Linked DNA regions of Danio rerio: region 1 is linked to region 2. Evidence: chromatin contacts called from public HiCAR-type data. All regions are on one chromosome and are shown on one strand. Each heading gives the region's core, a stretch centred on a gene start, on an enhancer-like site or on the middle of the called end of the contact. The rest is flanking DNA. Distances are from core to core; before and after follow the strand shown. Region 1 has its middle 75 kb from the start of fam204a. Region 2 has its middle 150 kb from the start of rab11fip2.

Region 1 (2,902 bases), core at 226-2,725, 230 kb after region 2:
TCAAACTAGTATGTCACCACATTTCAAGGACAGAAAAAACAGACCGGTTATCATGTTGTTAATGTAAATTACAATTGACTTTTATTGGTCTACCACTTACTATGAAATTTCCCGTCTTTAAAGACAGCTATAAAAATTATTACAGTGTACTGTAAGCGCAACGTTTTCATTTGAGGAAAAAGCAACCATAAATCACCAACAAGACCAGTGAAAAAAAATCTGAAACTGAAATATGTCTTTCATTTTTTCCTTTTACTTTCTAAGTGCAAAAGACAGTGACGGTTATAGTGGAAAAACTAAACAAGACAAAAAAAAAAATTAAACTGCACACAGAAGAGTAAAGAATTTAAGCATATCGGTTTAAAAAAAATAAAAAGTAAATAAAATTAAATTAAAAATATTTATTATTATTTATAATTATTTAGATTTGTATTTGCATGAAATTTGCAAAAAGTGTCATGCATTCTCGCGTTTATATTATGTTATAATATGTTTAGGCAACCCAAGGAAGTTGTAAAAAATTATATAACCAATTAGACATGACAGCATATGCTGTTAGTTCATTTTAACTTATTAAACTAAGTTCATCATGTTCTAACTTAATTCTATAAGTTACGCAAGCTGTTTTAACTCAGTTTAACATAATATAAGTTCAATGGACTGGTTAATTTGATTTAGCTTAAAAAAATAAGACAACCAGGATTTTTTTTATAGTGTAAGAAAAAACTTGGTGTAAATAGTAAAATTTGATGGAATAACTCATTTTCAATCACAACAAATTTATTGACCATATGAAAGAAAAGCCTTCAGACATTTATATTAAAAATCTTATTATGTATTAAAGTATATTATCATTTTAATTTTAAATCCATACATATATAAGTCCAATAATTCAGAGGAAACTGATCATTTTCGATTAATATTTCATCATAGATTTACAAACATAATATTACATTTTATTCATAAATGTAAATATTCTCCACACTTACAAATGATTTGTTTTTCGCACCATGACGTTCAATGTAAAATGCTGCTCCTCAAGCAAAACCAGTTGGGAGTCACTGATCTAAAGCTCTGGGTATGCAAGTATTGAAGAATCTCTTCATGGTTATCATACCCCATCTAGTGGCTGAAGCCGGTTAAAATGATAATCTAAAAATCACAGAAGAGCCCGAAACCTCTCTCTCTCTCTCTCTCTCTCTCTCTCTCTCTCTCTCTCTCTCTCTCTCTCTCTCTCTCTCTCTCCCCCTCTTTACTGAAAACCTCCTTACGCAAGCATGAGGAACAGAGCCAAAGATCATTTGTCAGTCAGAAACCTATCATTACAAATGCAAGTCAAAAAAAAAAAAAAACAAACTGCAATACAAAAAAAACTTTTACTTCTGTAATGCGTGATTCCTTGGAGATAAAATATCTATTCCAGTCCAGCTGTTTGTATAATAAACCAACAGCACACAGTATAAATGTAGCAGACTGAATGGATCCTGCTGTGTGTACAGCTGTGATTCCTGACCGTAAATATGGTTCATGTTATGCAGATATAAAGATGTAAGAATGTGTGAAAGCGCTGCCCCATATTGCCCCCTTGTTTCACGATGCCATTATCCGCCTGAAAACGGATCCCCGGTGAGCTTCTTCTGCGTTTTCCCTCTCAAAGAATAAGTGCACAAAATCGATCTCAGGTCTTGCGAGCGAAGCTGCGTCTTATAAGGTTACAGATGGGAACATTTAATTCACGTCTAGGGGCAATTGGCACACACATGCTAGTGAAAGAGAATATCTCTTTCCCAGAGAACCTGTGCTCCAGAAGTGCTCCACCTGTTCCTCGATGCATTTTTTGCTGTCTTTTTTTTCGGGTTGAAATAAACATCTGTGTGTGAGATGTGGCCTTCAGAATGACCGACACTCAAAGAATAAAATCCTTGGTCTAACTGGAGACACATTTTCATACACTTGAACAATGCTATTTCAACTTAATTTAGCCAAATTAAACCCAAGCCAAAAAATCATTTAGAACTTGAAAAAATCAACTTGTACAAAGTTTACTTATTTGAGCAAATCTTAACCATGGCAGCCCCACCAAAAAAAAGGATTGCAGTTCTTAACTCCTAATGTCCCTATAGTTAACACACTCAATGCATTTTTTTCCAACACATACCATAATTTCTAAAATATCAACCTCTACTAAACGGTTGGTTGATATGTTGGTTTATGGTAAAAGAAAATAATTAATGCATATACAATGAAACATTTGAAAATTTGAAGTGTAAGACCAATTTATTTAAAAACTTAAAACTAAACATCTCTAAATACTAAATCATCTTTATTTTTATTAAATATGCCATGAAATATTTCAGATTCTTATTTAAAATGTTTTTTTTTTTTTTTTTTTTACAACAAAACCAAAATCAAGTGAATTAGTGCAAGATGATTATTTTATTTTATTTTAATGTAAACCAACAATGCTGTGTGTGTAAACCATTCATTCTTTGAATTATTTTAACAGTCAACGTGCTAAAGTGATAGTTCACCCAAAAACAAAATGCTGTCATCAATTATAGTAATACCCTTTCACTTGTTTTAAACCTCTTTGAGTTTTTTTTTCTTTTTCTGTAGAACACCAAAAACTTAACTATTGACTTCCATAGTATTTGTTTATCATATGTTACAGGTTTTCAGCTTTCTTAAAACTATCTTTTTTGTAGTTGATATACTAAAGAATCTAATAAAGCTTTGGAACCTCTTGAGTGTGAGTAAATAGTGAGCACATTTTCGTTTTTGGATGAACTATGCCTTTAAAAACCTGTTTCATTACTGTTGCAGTTGGAACCTAAATATTTCAATGACCTTTAGTATTTATATGTAACATATGCACTGGGCAAGTAAAGAAACTGATCTTAGA
Region 2 (2,808 bases), core at 264-2,763:
AGTTTGGACATTGGACATGGACATTGGACTGACGTTGGGTTCTGACGTCAACCCGATTTTCATTTCCAAACAAAATCTAATGTCCCAACAACTTTAGGGTATGTTGGGGTGCAATGTCAATATGATGCATGTTGACGTACTGTGCCTGCAGGGATGCATCATGTGTTCAGTCTGCAGGCTTATGAAAACCAATGATAACAGCAGAGTACAAAATAGGTAAGTGGTGTTTCCAACCCAGGCTCATTTTAAAAATGTATATGCGCTATATAAATGTCTGGATAGTGCCAAATCCCAGGAGCTACATTATTTGCAGTTTTTGTTTTCGTGAATCCACCAGAGTCTGACGTGTATGCTTTTTCAGATCTCTTGAGCTGCCTGGCAAACTGGTAATAGCAAAGAAGCCATCCGTATGAAGGTAGGCAGTCAGCTGGTAAGCACTAAAAGGAACTGCGTCATACTGCTCTATATAGTTTGTATATAGAGCCTACATTGAGCCTATATAGAGTTTTCAGAATGAGCTAATGTTGGGTGTTCTTCACAAAGCAACATCGCCAACTACTGACCTGGCATGAGAAATAAATATTTTTGAATAGTAAATAATATATTTGTTTGCAATGTTATCTGTATGTATTTTTAAAGGAAAAGCTAAGTTTGCCTGCTTTTACTTGCCAGCAGAAAGTCATCAAAATAAACAAGATATAAATAAGCATAGATAAATGTTACATTGTGCAATTTGAGGGCATAAATAAATGACACATAAAAGACACTCATGTTTTATAAGATGCAATCAGCTGTTAATTAATATTTACAGTGTAGTAACATTAGTACTTGACATGTACTGTAGATGCTTACATCAACATATCATCTAAATGAGACCATCAAAATTAAGTATTATCTTAAAAATAAAGTACAAAACATTCATAAAAATCAGCAGTGTAGATCAATTTAATAGTAAAAATCTCATTTAGACCTCAATAAAAACTTTCCCTCCCACTGTTAAAGCTACTGCATGTATCCACATAATGTGTATACGGTCTCTCCCCTTAACTCTTTTTGCACTCCTGGCAAAATGAAAACTTCTGTCAGAGTCAGATTGAAATTTATATCAGTTTGTCAGGCACAAGCCAAAAACGATCTTACTCAACATTATTGTGATAAGTTTGGTGCCAGAGATAGAGGAGAAATGGAGGGAAGAGGGAGAGAAGTGCCTCACGCTTCGCTCACCAGATAAATCCAGAAGCCAAGATTCTCCACTCTCTTCTCCATCAGAAGAGCTCCCCAACCTGACCCTTCAAACAAGAAAAAAAAAGGAGAGGAAAAAAAAAACTCTTTTGTTGGGTTACTGCCTCTTTGCATAATGTTCAGCCTCCAGCTACACTGTGGTTCCAACTGCACACAATTTTCTCAGGAAAATATAATCGATCCTCCTCAAAATAGACTTGAACTGTCTGACAGTAGAGCAGCGCAGTGTTAAGCAATCTGGTGGTAACGCAGATCAAATGTAGGCGTGCTGGGAATGCCTTGCCCCTCGGTTTTGTTTTGTTTTTTCTTTCACTTTTTTTTTCCAGCACATTGGAACACTCGAGCTGAGTTTGTAATTACAGAAACACAAACCGCCTTGTCATGAACAAAACCCCAACATTAGTAGTAGCTGATATGTTGTTATCATCTTACACATAATGATGTCTGAAACCAGCACTGAGTCCATATCATTTTTTTTTGATGGTGAGCCAGCACCAGCTACTAATTAAGATTAAATTAATTAACGAGTGCCATTGTGTTTGACACCGAGATGCAACAATTGACAAACAATTTCCTTAATTGCCTAATAATTGTGCCTGATTCCTCAGTCATCTTCAGGCGAGGTAGAATGATTCGAGTTTGTGAAGGCAAGAATCTTTGAAAACAAAGAATTTATTTTCGAAAGTGGGTTTAAGGGTTATTCACTGCTGCATTTGTAATCAAGATGATCTGAAAAAACAAAATAGCTAAATGATACAGAATATCACCCATATACTGTTTGCACATATATATTTTTGGATTATTTCTTAAAACTTATAAACTTTTAAAGGTATATTTTTATGAAAATGTAAAAATGCTAAATGTTTTCCGATAAGGTGGTTTAGGGTTAGGATAAAAAATACATGCATAGAAATTACTGTCTACAAAATAACTTCATTTTATTTTTTCCATCATTATGTTTTGGCAATGGTGGTACATTCCACTGTGTGTCGAACCCAGATTAATAAAGGGACTAAGCCAAAAAGAAACTAAGAAAATGAATGAATGAATGAAGTAATGTCCCCATAAAACAGTATACACACACACACACACACCACATATATACAGTACCAATTGCAAATGCTGCCTTTAAGGTTTATTGTTGTTTTATAGATGTTTTAGATGTTTATATATATATATATATATATATATATATATATATATATATATATATATATATATATATATATATATATATATATATATATATATATATATATATATTTTTTTTTTTTTCTATTTATAATTTAATAACACAGGGTTTTTCCAAAAAATAATATGACAATGTACAAGAGGCATTATTATAGTAAATTTAATTGGAAAAAAAAACATGATTTTACATTGCAATGACATTTAATGATATTGCTGTTTTGGCTGTAGTTTTGATCGAATTAATGCAACCTTGGAAATTAAAAGATAATACATTTAAATTCTAGAAAAATATAGCAAAAAAAATAAAAAATCACAACCTACATATTTTTTAGCAAAAACTTTCCATTTGTTTGCTTCTCTGATTTTCCTCTTTTC

Evidence for each region. HiCAR-type assays count read pairs that join an accessible place to other places.
Region 1: a contact with region 2 is called in a HiCAR-type map of caudal fin, with 4 times the contacts expected there. The contact joins two enhancer-like sites. A contact is called at or near these places in 1 of 18 Hi-C or Micro-C datasets (caudal fin) and 1 of 4 datasets of contacts at active chromatin or transcription factors (caudal fin).

Annotation. Positions count from the first base shown.
Region 1 is chr13:22,836,031-22,838,932 of GRCz12tu, forward strand. No RefSeq gene overlaps it. Among named protein-coding and RNA genes, the nearest start is that of fam204a, 75 kb to the right of the region's middle. Within about 2 kb of position 1,476, at least 2 of the 62 cell types and tissues checked have an H3K27ac peak or open chromatin away from gene starts, as enhancers often do. A contact at or near this core is called in caudal fin, where this site is marked.
Region 2 is chr13:22,606,433-22,609,240 of GRCz12tu, forward strand. No RefSeq gene overlaps it. Among named protein-coding and RNA genes, the nearest start is that of rab11fip2, 150 kb to the right of the region's middle. Within about 2 kb of position 1,514, at least 2 of the 62 cell types and tissues checked have an H3K27ac peak or open chromatin away from gene starts, as enhancers often do. A contact at or near this core is called in caudal fin, where this site is marked.